4 separate regions of the Mus musculus genome follow, and regions 1, 3 and 4 are each linked to region 2. Evidence: chromatin contacts called from public HiChIP or PLAC-seq and promoter capture Hi-C data. All regions are on one chromosome and are shown on one strand. The core of a region is the stretch at or near the end of the contact, and the rest is flanking DNA. Distances in the headings are between cores, read along the strand shown. Region 1 holds the start of Ptgr1 (prostaglandin reductase 1). Region 2 holds the start of Susd1 (sushi domain containing 1). Region 3 holds the start of Zkscan16 (zinc finger with KRAB and SCAN domains 16). Region 4 overlaps Shoc1 (shortage in chiasmata 1).

The links. Promoter capture Hi-C pulls out the DNA fragments that hold promoters and counts their contacts. HiChIP or PLAC-seq counts read pairs in DNA pulled down with a chosen protein or histone mark.
Region 1: a promoter capture Hi-C map of embryonic stem cells shows a contact between it and region 2, with 8 read pairs. The contact joins the promoter of Ptgr1 here to the promoter of Susd1 in region 2. A contact is called at or near these places in 7 of 39 promoter capture datasets (the C10 cell line, embryonic stem cells, hematopoietic stem and progenitor cells and 3 more) and 1 of 9 other capture datasets (liver).
Region 3: an H3K4me3 HiChIP or PLAC-seq map of pro-B cells shows a contact between it and region 2, with 2.1 times the contacts expected there. The contact joins the promoter of Zkscan16 here to the promoter of Susd1 in region 2. A contact is called at or near these places in 3 of 39 promoter capture datasets (liver and pre-B cells), 2 of 115 datasets of contacts at active chromatin or transcription factors (microglia and pro-B cells) and 1 of 9 other capture datasets (liver).
Region 4: a contact with region 2 is called in an H3K4me3 HiChIP or PLAC-seq map of bone marrow-derived macrophages, with 5 times the contacts expected there. The contact joins the enhancer-like site here to the promoter of Susd1 in region 2. A contact is called at or near these places in 5 of 39 promoter capture datasets (hippocampal neurons, liver, maxillary cranial neural crest and 1 more), 1 of 484 Hi-C or Micro-C datasets (B cells), 2 of 115 datasets of contacts at active chromatin or transcription factors (bone marrow-derived macrophages and large pre-B cells) and 3 of 9 other capture datasets (adipose tissue, liver and macrophages).

What each region holds. Positions count from the first base shown.
Region 1 is chr4:58,985,653-58,988,352 of GRCm38.p6, forward strand. It overlaps Ptgr1 (prostaglandin reductase 1), which reads right to left and starts at 1,426. Exons shown (of 10, transcript NM_025968.3): 1 at 1,386-1,426.
Region 2 is chr4:59,437,005-59,439,897 of GRCm38.p6, forward strand. Susd1 (sushi domain containing 1) reads right to left here and starts at 1,629. Exons shown (of 17, transcript NM_001163288.2): 1 at 1,202-1,629. The coding sequence starts at 1,319.
Region 3 is chr4:58,942,334-58,945,432 of GRCm38.p6, forward strand. It overlaps Zkscan16 (zinc finger with KRAB and SCAN domains 16), which reads left to right and starts at 1,295. Exons shown (of 6, transcript NM_001099323.3): 1 at 1,295-1,325.
Region 4 is chr4:59,094,951-59,098,087 of GRCm38.p6, forward strand. The region is part of intron 5 of Shoc1 (shortage in chiasmata 1); the gene reads right to left. Among named protein-coding and RNA genes, the nearest start is that of Gm35527, 21 kb to the right of the region's middle. Within about 2 kb of position 1,626, at least 8 of the 459 cell types and tissues checked have an H3K27ac peak or open chromatin away from gene starts, as enhancers often do. A contact at or near this core is called in bone marrow-derived macrophages, where this site is marked.

The sequences.
Region 1 (2,700 bases), core at 176-2,675, 450 kb before region 2:
AACCGAACCCTATACAAGTGATCTTAACGTCTGAGTCATCTCTCCAGCCTCCATGTCACCTGCCCTGCAAAGTAAGATTTTTTTTTAATTGACAAATTTAAACTTACCTTGATAGGACACAGTGTCTGCAATGTAGAGTGCCTAACATACCCATCGCCTTCTTTAGCTTCTATTTTCATGAGAAATAATCTGCTTGGTTTGAACTATTATTATTATTATTATATATCATTATTGTTTAAAGAGCCACACTCATGTTTCTGTACCCTTTCACAAATACTTTTAGCCCTTTTCAGCCTCTAATAACTATCATTTCACCCCATATTCATGAGTTCAACTTGTTTTTCTTTTTCTTAGATTTTTGTTTTGGTTTGGTTTAGTTTTTCTGAGACAGAGTTTTTCTGTATAGCCTTGGCTGTCCTGGAATTCACTCTGTAGACCAAGCTGGCCTCGAACTCAGAAATCCGCCTGCCTCTGCCTCCCAAGTGCTGGGACTAAAGGATGTGCCACCACTGCCCAGCTCAACTTGTTTTTCTGATTACAGCGCCCGTCTGTGTAGCCAAGGCTGGCCTTGAACTCACTATAGCAGAAGCTATCTTGGAACCTTCCATCCTCTTGCTTCTACATGCCAAGATATAACAGGCATGCTCGCTCAGGTTTAATCTAGTTTACTGTTATTACTAGTTCGTGTGTACATGATGCAGGTGTGTGGGTGAGGGCGCTTGCGTGTCACCGAGAGCCTAAAGCGACTTCAGGAGTGGGTTCCCGCCTTCCACCCGTGGTTTCAGGGATCGAACTCAAGTCATGGGACTTGTGTGATAAGCACTTTCACACGCGGAGACATCTATTTCACAGGCGGGTTTCCCTTGTGTTTTAAGAATACATAATTCCGTCTCTTTTTCCAAAAAGGCAGCGCCTGGTCCTTCTGAAGTCGCCACAGGTCTAGTAGGTCCCCCTTGCAAAGGGTCCTCTCCGTACATGGCCTGACTTGCAAGTGTAGCTTTCACTGCGCATGCGCAAATCCCCACCCCTGTCTTCTCTTTTGAATCAGTTTGGCAATCCTGCAAACTCTGTTGCCCAGGCCTTCCTGGGTGCTGGCAGTCGCGCTCCATGCACCCACAACGGAACAGGCAGCCAGACTTTGCCCTATTCCTAGTGCGGGTCTCAATCTCTTCAAGGGCGTGCAGGACCGCGAGACGACCCCGGCCTCCCTAACTTCCTAAGTGCAGAACCCAGGAGTCGCCGAGTACCGGTGGGGTGGATTGGGGGTGCCTGCCGTGCTCACTTGCTCAACCAGGCTCTAGATGCTCGGCGGGGAGAAAGAAGGGGTTGGAGGAGGGAAGAGAGAAAAGAGAGGGCTCAAATAGAGTAGTGTAGAGTCTACTTACACAAGCTCACAGAAACTCCTTCCCGGGAGACCGCTCTGAATGCTTCGCAAAGCGCCCAGGACTTGACTTATACTGGGCGGTCGGTGAGGGCGGGGCTTCTCCAGGGAGGGGCAACTTCTGGAAGCTTTGGAGCTTCTGCCCACACACAGCAGGGAAGGGACATTGGGAGGGGTGTGTGTGTGTGTTTAAATATTTTTTTTCTTTTTTGCTTAAGTTCACAATTTATGTTTGCATCAGAAGCAAAGAAAACAAGAAACTACTACACAGTTAATTCAGGAAAAATCCTACCACCTCTGGCCAGCATTAGTTAAGCCAGCTGCTGCTGCTGACTACTTCCTGTCGTGAGGCCGGTGCTAGGTTCTCTGAAACCTTAACAAAGAAGGTGTGCAGTCATGGCATCTAAAAATATATTTCGTAAAGAATAAGGTGAAATAAAATGTAGTTGTGGCAGTGGGGAGATGGAGTCTGCATTGCTTGCTTCCAGCAGCCTGGTGTCCCCAGATCAAGAATCCCGTTCAGGTTAAGTCCCAAAGACAGCTAGTTTATTAATGGTGAGGGAAAACACTTGCTTTCGATGTAAGGATGTAAGCAGAACATTTAGAAATCTATGCTCCCGGGCAATGCCTAAGTCACAGCGCTCAAAGAATATAATTTGCACCTAAGCTTAACTATGGAAGGGGGTGGGGTGCAAGCTGGTTTACTCTGTCCTAAAGACCGCCCTTCTGTAAAGGAAACGTTAGGGAGGCTTCCTGAGGACCGTTGCTCAGGCTCACGGCAGAGAGAGCACCCAGTTCATTAAAAAAAAAAAACAAAAACAAAAAAACAAAAAAACTCTTAAGTCACAAACATTCGTTGAACAATCTTGCTTGAGGTGATGGGCTCAGAACCCCCCCCCCCCCCACCACCACCACCTTCTCCTTAGGCGACCTTGACCTTTTATCTTGGAGTTTCTGATCCCCATAGGGAACCTACCCAGGTTTTTGAGCGATCAGCTTCTCTCCCTTCCTGTCCCTCTTATTTTCCATCTTTGTGTCTCACCTTAGGACCAGCCTGTGGGAGAATGGGTGCCAGATCTCAGCGACTTGTTCATTGATGGGTCACCAAGACTCAGGCTAACTTCCTAAGCCATGCCATAGTGCAAAAATGTTTTAACTCTTTAGTCGCCATCACCCCTTCTTTAGTCTCCGTCTTCTTTTCGTCTTCTTTGAATCCACGGTTTTTACTGTCACTGACTGCTTTTCATTCCTTTGCTCTGGTCATTCAGGAATACATAGAAAGGACTTTTCTGGTTTTTAACCAAATTGGAGTCCTTCTA
Region 2 (2,893 bases), core at 379-2,878:
CTTCTCACCAGGAAGGAACAGTTAAACCCAAACACCATGCTCTCTCTGCCAGTCAAGATGAGACTGACTCCCTCTTGCCAAATCCAGTCTGTTTTCTCATCTCTAGCCCCTTCTGTATTCTGCGTCCTGCTTTCCCACGCTATCCCCAGTCTGAAATCCATCCATTACTCTGTTGGGCTTTTCGTTTTGTTTGTTTGATCACAGTGTTTCACACTGTAGATTAAACTACTCTGGAACTCACTATGTAGCTCAGACTGGCCTGGAACTCACGGCAGGCAATCTTTCTACCTATCTCACACATTGGATTCCTTTTTACACACATTTCTAAAGACCTCTTACTATGGAATGGGGCACCCCTCCCCTTTTCCGAAATCCAAGGAACCGCTCAGCTTGTCTCATGCATAATGGCTGCCCAGTAAAACACAGTTGTCCTCTCCTCTGACCAGTACACCTTCTCAGAGCACTTGACACGTTCTGCTATTATGTGGGCAGACTTCGCCTCATTTTCCTGTTTGAATCCTCCGTGTCAGGTAAATCCCACCACGCTCACTGGTCCCAATTTGTCTAAAACACAGACTATTTGCCTGCCTCTCTCCTTGGGACTATGAACCACTAGAACGCCAACATTGCACGGTTACATCTGACCCAGGGAAGATATTAAAGGACTTTCTACGGATGGATGGATGGATGGATGGATGGATGGATGGATGGATGGATGGATGGATACACAAATGCATGGATAAACAGACTAAATAAACGAATGGATGAATGAACTAAAGGATAAACTCTTCCTATAAACTTCCTTATTCTTCTTTACATTCTTAACATTTAGTTCTTCGTGGAAGTGAAAAATAAGGAAAGGGACAGGTGGTGGTGGGAGAGCCACTACAGGTCAGGAATTTGTCCTGCAAAAGCCAGGGAGACTGGAAGCTGTAGAACCAGCGGCTCGCCCTCCCACATCCTCCACGCGGCGCACCGGTCCCCCAAACCCCCACCCGAGTCCAGTCCCCACCCCACCCCCACCCACTCCGGGAGACGCGAGTTGGAGCAGGGCCGCCTCCACTACACACCCCACAGTCCCCGGGGCGGGCAGTCTGGCGTGCTTCTCGCCGCTCCGCCTCCATGATCCTTCCACGCCCCGACTCTGCGCCTCCAGATCCGGAGCGCGAAGCGTCCTGCGCGCCGAGTACCCTGCACTCACCTTCCGTGCCAGGCTCTCCGCTGACGCCGCGGGCTAGGCTGAGCAGCAGCACGAGCCGCAGCAGCCGCTGCAACCCGCATCCTGGAGAGCGGCGCGTGCCCCGGGGACCCCGGCCCATGCCGCTGGCTCCCTCCCGGCGCCCGCCACTCCCCGGAGGCCCCTGTGCAAGGAGATAAGGCCAGAGGCGCGAGGAAGGGGCGGCGCAGAGGCTTCCGGCGCCGGGTTGCGCCGGTCCCGGCGGGGAGCAGGGTCCCAGGTCCCCGGATCTAGGTGCGCCTGGTGCACCGGCTGCGCGCGAGCTGAGCCACGGGGAGAAAGCGGACTGTGCTAGGGGGGAAACATCGCAGTGCAAGTGTGACTTGTGGAGACCAGAGAAGTGCAGTAGCCACAGGAAAGGGTCTCTGACTGGACGGGTCAGAGAGTTGGGAGGTGGTGGCCGCCCGCGCGGAGGGAAAGAAAGGAGAGGAAACTAGTCATGGGCCAGTTCACCCGGGGTGCACATGCTGGAACAGGTGACAAAACAAAAGTTCCAGCTACTTGCTGGACGACGCCCTCCTTGGCACGTTAGGAATCGAACGGGGAGAGACACGTGGTGAGAAAGACATGGAAGACAGGACAACCGTGTATTCTAGAAACCGAGGGACCGTTTTAAGGTGGGGACAAAAGGTTAGAGAAATATATGGCAGAGTTAAAGAACTCTGCTCTGAGAGTAGGGTCAGCATCAGGGCGTGAGGGGATCCGGGAAGGGGCAGGTGATCCTCTGAATTTTGGAGAGAATCAGAAATGGAGTGTTCAGGGACAGAGTCCACCACGTCTTAAGATTAGTGCAATATTAGAGAAAGGACAATATTAGATCAAGGAGAAACTGTGAATGTCGCTTAGATCTATGCTTTGGGTGGACTGTGGTGGGAGACTGGGGAGCAGAGGGTTAACGTGAGTTAGGAATTGGGGTTGAGGGAGGCTGAGGAAGGAAGATCAGTTTTGTCTGTGGGGCCCGCCCAAGTGCAGGGGGCACTCCCCACTTCAGCAGGTACCCTCATTTGCTTTCTCACCGGTGAACTAGCCCTACCTCTAAGGCAGGCAAATACACCCATATAAGGGCTGAACTTGGGCTGCCTTAGGAAGAAACCGTTAAAATAAACTTCCTAGTCTCTTGTAACAAGTTTTCTTGAAGATTATTTCTGTCCAACAAAGAAAGAAGCCTGCTTTGGGAAGTAGTAGAGCACCATGAAAGTGTGAACATGTCTCTAGGTGTTTGGGCAAAACCAGTCTCCAGGAACCCTCACAGGTCATTGCACAAATCCACTGTTCAAGACATTTTTAAAACAACCTTTATCTCTACTTCTCATGCCCTTCTGCAAAATAAATATGTATATATACTTTAAAAAAAAACATGATGCATGAAAAAACAACTATCCAAGACTTGGACATGGGAAGGAAAATTACTGGGTGTCTCTTTCAGCATGCATGGGAGTAAATGCTATCTAACCCACTTTCCGTGGATTATTCAATTCAAAAGTGTACTTTTATGAATGTCCTACTGACTAGGTTTGTTTGTGGCTTTATAAGAGTATACGTTAACTTAAATAACCCCGATGACAATATTATCAATCAGAGCTGTCTGTCTGTCTGTCTGTCTGGGGTCCTTTACCTGAATAGAAAGAAATCCTGAGACCACAATGGCAGTGCATG
Region 3 (3,099 bases), core at 45-2,544, 500 kb before region 2:
ATGATGGATGGATCCTGCTTTTAAACATTCAAATGAACACCCCACCCTCCATCTGAAGCAAACGCAGAAGCAAACTTCATGCTCTTTGGCAGCTGCAGTACCATTAAACAGCACCCTCGGCCCATTTCTGGACTTTATGAGCTAAGAGCCGTCACCCTAATTTCAAAAATCTAGAAACTGCTCTCAAAGGAGTTACATCAGCAGTATACTTGTAGGACAATCTTCTAGAGTAGATATAGATGCTGATGTGGTCATCTTTACTAAATGTGATCTGCCTCACTTGTGTTAACTTGCTCCTGCCCATCAATGGCTGCTGTATGTCTCCACATTCCAGTACTACTATCATCTCTGGGATACTGGGATGCCACGGCTCTATCTTCCATTATCAGTTAAACCACCTCTAGAATCACTTGGTAGACATGCCTATGGGCATGCCTATGTGGGATTATCTTGATTGCCTGCTGTGGGTGGCACCATTTCCCGGGCAGGAAATCCTAGATTGTATAAGTAGAGAAAGGGACATGAGCACCAGCATGCATCCACAGCTCATTGCTTCATGGTTGTGGATGCCACGTGACCAGCTGCCTCAGGCTCCTGACGCCTTGACTTCCCTGCCATGAGGACCGTACCTTGAGCTGCGAGCTGAAATAAATCCCTTTCCTCCTTGGTTGCCTTTGTCAGGGTATTTTATCACAGTAAAAGAGCAAGTAACTAAGATACTAGCGTTTTGAGCAGTCCTTCCTTGGGAGGGACATAATCTGCCTAGACATGGTATAAGTGATGGACAAGGGGGGAAACGAAGAAGCTATTGCAACAGTGCAGGCAAAGCTTTGTGTAGGGTGCTTGCCCTTGGACCATGGTGGCAGGTGTGGAAGCCAGAGGATGACATTTGTATAGTGTTTTTGCTGTGTTACTTATGGTTTACATTAAAGGCATCCCTAATGTTTCCTCAGTGGATTTTTTGCAACTTTGCATTCTAATGAACAGTGGTGCTGGGAGAAGCTGAGGAAGATTTAAGGTTACTGTGGATGCCGGACTGCTTAGATCTAAAAACCTAAGTGTGTTCTAGGCCTCTAAGCCTCTGGCGCAGCAATAATTTAGCAGCTGAGCCCCCCAGACGCTTTTCTGTGACCATGCGCAACAGGCCAGATAATAGCCTATGGAAAGCACTGGAGTTTCTGAAATCCAGGCCAGCGGACCCCGGGAATCGTAGTTCCTAGCCTTTGCGCAGGCGCAGTGGGTCCCGAAGTCTTGCGCGCGCAGCTGCTGCGGGACAAGGTTCTGAACGCTTATTGCGGTGCAGCTGGCTGCGGATGCTGGTGCAGGTATTGGTGCTTTCCGCCGTTCGGTTCGGGGCTGCGCGGGTTGTGGGCTCCGAGCGCACGCCTTGGGCGGATTGGGACCCAGAGCGTCCCTCGCACCAGGCGCGCTGCGCTGCAGCTGCAGCTGCGGGGGCGTGCACTTCAGCAGCACCGCGCCTTCCCGTCCTTCCATACCACCCTGTGCTCAAGTCTTGAAAACTTCGCCACCATTGGTATTTTGAGCCATATAATTCTTTGGTGTGTCTGCTCGCGTGAATGTATGTGTATGCGTTTGATCCTTTTATTAGATGTTGAACAGCGTCTCTGGCTGTATCAATCAGAAACCTGGATCGTCCTTCCTCCGCGTTCCTAATAAGCTGGAGGTCTCCAGGCTTTGCCAGCTGACACCTGTGGGGTAAATTGCCGCTGACTTTCTCCTACGCGTTGGGAACCAGTACCTGCGTCACATTTTCACAGAGCCTCTGTTGAAGCAGCTGCGCATGTCTCAGTCACTGCGGAGTCCCAGGTACCCAAAGGGGTGCCAGGTGACATGGTGGGCGCCTGATGGTTAGCAAAGAAATAAATGACATCTCGCGTGCTGGGTGTCGGGTCCTGAGGTGGATGGTTAATGCTATGTTAATTGCAATAAGAGGCTAGTATATCCTGCCAAATAGTGGTACATCTCGGGTCCTATTTCTGAGATGTAAGTGATCTCTACAGGCCTGTCCCCACAGTGCCCATTCCCATCTTTATAGATCCCAGTCATTTATGGTATGAATGAATGCAAGCAGCACAGGCTAGGCTGTGTGCAAAAGATCATTTAGAGATCAAAAGGAATTTCACTCGATGGTGGTGGCCTGTCAACAGAGAAGAGTCGGAGCTTTTGTTTTTGATATGGTTCCTGTGAGGTTCCCCCAACCGCTGGTGGGGTGGGGGTGGGGGTGGGGGTTAATGAGGGTTGAAACCACATGCTAGGCAAGTGTTCTATCACTGAGCAGTATCCAGCCCTGGTTTTATTTTGTGTTTATGAGTGTTTTGCCTGCATGTATATCTGCACTGTGCGATTGTCAGAAAAGAGAGTGTTGGATTCCCTGAAACTGGAGTTACAGATGGTTGTGGGCTGCTATATAGGTGACAGGAATAGAATTGATTATGGGTTCCTCTGCTAAAGCCGCAATGCTCTTCACCCCTGAGACCCAGGAGCCCTGTTGGGAAGAATGAGCAAAGGATTGTTAGGAGTAGGAAGGCATCATTCCAAGTGATGAGGGGGCGGGAATCTCGCTGGTGTAAAAGACAGAGAGAGTTTGTGTGTGGTATTTCTGTGTGTGGTTTTTTGTGTGTGGTTTCTGTATGGCTGCAGTGTCGATCTATGAGGTATCCAGGCAAATCTTAAGATTATTCTTTGTGCCCTCTGCTTTGAACTTGGTCTTGGTGGACCCTGTTAAGGGCTTCCAGGCAGGGAAATGACAGGATCGGCTTTTGAGAATTAGGAGAAATCCTTTGGCTACAGCTCAAGAGTGGATTGAAGACAACTAGACTTACAAGAGAAGCTCTAAGGTTCAGAGCACCTGTTGCTCTTCCAGAGGACTCAGATCCAGTTCCGATCTCAGACATGGCAGCTCACAGCCTTCTGTATCTTCAGCTCCAGGGAGCCAATGCCACCCCCTGACCTCCATGGGCACCAGGCACACTTGTGGTACACATGCACACAGGCAGGCAAAACACTCAGACGCATAAAATAAATGTTAAGGTAGAGAGAGTCTAGTGTGTTATTTACTATATGAAAAGTAAGACTAGG
Region 4 (3,137 bases), core at 376-2,875, 340 kb before region 2:
AAATTTCTCAGTGAAAAGAGAAAGGAAGGAAAATGTATGCTTAGAGAAAGAAGCACTCAGAAAGCCAGCATCTCCATCATGAAAGCCTCCTTGAGTGTGGAGAATGGACAAGTCTCTCAGATTCAGGAGGGAACAGTATGTAGTTTTCAGGCAGTGATGTCTCTCATGGCCTGAGTGATATGCATGTGCCTCATCAATATCTGACAGAAGACAAGCAGCTGGAAGCATCCCTTGCCTGTGCCAAATACATGTGTCAAAGAACTTTTGAAATAAACCAGCCTCTTAGGTGACCATCAAGTCATTTCAGTTCCTGTCAATCTCAGGGCTTATTTGAGAAAATTAAGGGTGGTTTATTGGTGCCATCCACCCATTCTGCAAAACCAACGAAGTCATGTTAAGAGTGAAACGACAAATTGTATCTTATATCTCGGGTATACTAAGTTTCTAGGCTAATATCCACTTATCAGTGAGTACATATCATTTGAGTTCTTTTGTGATTGTGTTACCTCACTCAGGATGATGCCCTCCAGGTCCAACCATTTGCCTAGGAATTTCATAAATTCATTCCTTTTAATAGCTGAGTAGTACTCCATTGCGTAAATGTACCACATTTTTTGTATCCATTCCTCTGTTGAGGGCATCTGGGTTCTTTCCAGCTTCTGGCTATTATAAATAAGGCTGCTCTGAACATAGTGGAGCATGTGTCCTTCTTACCAGTTGGAACGTCTTCTGGATATATACCCAGAAGAGGTATTGCGGGATCCTCCGGGAGTACTATGTCCAATTTTTTGAGGAACGGCCAGAATGATTTCCAGAGTGGTTGTACAAGCCTGCAATCCCACCAACAATGGAGGAGTGTTCCTCTTTCTCCACATCCTCGCCAGCATCTGCTGTCACCTGAATTTTTGATCTTAGCCATTCTGACTGGTGTGAGATGGAATCTCAGGGTTGTTTTGATTTGCATTTCTCTGATGATTAAGGATGCTGAGCATTTTTTCAGGTGCTTCTCAGCCATTCGGTATTCCTCAGGTGAGAATTCTTTGTTTAGCTCTGAGCCCCATTTTTTAATGGGGTTATTTGATTTTCTGGAGTCCACCTTCTTGAGTTCTTTATATATATTGGATATTAGTCCCCTATCTGATTTAGGATAGGTAAAGATCCTTTCCCAATCTGTTGGTGGCCTTTTTGTCTTATTGACGGTGTCTTTTGCCTTACAGAAGCTTTGCAGTTTCATGAGGTCCCATTTGTCAATTCTTGATCTTACAGCACAAGCCATTGCTGTTCTATTCAGGAATTTTCCCCCTGGGGCCAAAAAGTGGGAATGGGTGGGTAGGGGAGTGGGGGGGGGAGGGTATGGGGGACTTTTGGGGTAGCATTGGAAATATAATTGAGGAAAATACGTAATAAAAATATTTAAATATTAAAAAAGAGTGAAACGGCATTGGTTTATATTCCATTTCCTTGTTACTCACAAGCTCTGAGCTTGTCACCCCAAATAAAGCCACATTTAGATATATGTGCTGCAAGGGGACATTTTATGTCACTTGGCATCCCTATACCCTTTCAGTCCCTTCAATTAAACCACCATTTTTGATGCAGCCACTAGAGGTCAGCAAATCTCCACAACCAATGCTGTTAGACAAAGGCTGTTTTCATGGGAATGGTGGCTTCCTTACACAAGTACAGTGGTAGTGTATCACATGGAGTTCTTACTCTACAGCAAGCATGTGTGCTCACAGTGTATTACTCTATTGTAGACAAATGATAAGCAGGAAATGCAAGGTGGCTAGTTATGAAAGAAGCAGAAAAAAGAGGCTTGGTAACAGGAAACTTTACTAGAGTCACTCCTGCCCACCTAAGAAACCCAAGTTAAGCAGACAAAAACAGGGTGAGTTCCTTAACATGTGTGTATACAACAGTAATCATTTCTTAGTGGAAACCGGTGAGTATCTTAAACAACAACAACAACCCATATTAAATATTAAATAAAAGGCAAGACATTCCTCGTCCCCTAGCCAGGAAAACTAACCAGAACATTTTTCAAGGATCTAACACTGATTTCCGAACAGTTGTTATTTAGAACTTTTGGGGAAAATGACTACAAACTAAATCTCGACAAATACACGAAGAAGTCAGGGGAAAAACCAAGAGACAGATGGCATATGTCACAGGTATATAAGAGCTGATTAGGTGACATTAACACAATAGACAAAACCGTAGACAACCCAGAATTCAACTGGAGTGGGTCAGAACTTAGCATTTAATAGAAGCATCATCTCTAATAGTGGGAAGGACTCTTAGCTAAATGATACTGGAACAAATACCAAAGTGCTTAAACATTAAAAAATGTCCCTAGTCCTAAACATAAAAAAACCTGAAATACAATTACATAATATATTTAAAAATTAGTAGGGTGCCATGGCACACACTTAAAAATCCCAATACCCAGGAGTCAGGTAGATTTCTGTGAGTTTAAAGTCAGCCTGCTCTACAAAGTGAGTTCTAGATCAGTAATGGCTACATAGAGAGACCCTGTCTCAAAACAAACAAATCCTTAAACAATGGAAAAGTTATATAATAAAAGAACATTTTGTAATTAAAAACAAAAGAAACCATAAAAAAAAAAAAGAACATTTTTCTAAGCACAAATTCAGTGCTAGAATCAATAAAGGAAAACATCAGCAGAACTAATCAGAATAAAGTTAAATGCATTTGGAATTATTGGTGTGTTTACATATTTTTAGATGCCAGTAGAAAATAAAATCACTTTACAAAAGAAAATATATAAATAGCCAATACACACTAATAGCTTTTAAGGATGTAAAACATACATTTTCCTCATCACACTGGTTTATGTGTACCCAGTGACAACAAGGCTGGCACGAATAAGTTATTTTTACACTATGCCAGCAGTGCTAAAGCTAAGAACAAAATCAGTGAAATATTTATATCTCCAAGATTAACCTCAGTGAAATAACTAGAAATGCTCTGCCCAGTGTAGAAGAGACCCTCCTACTGGATGCCTGCAGAAGACAGCTTCTTGCTGCTGCTTTCGGATCAAGATGTAGAACTATGGCTCCTCCAGCACCATGTCTGCCTGCATGCTGCCATGCTTCCTGCCATGATGATAACAGACT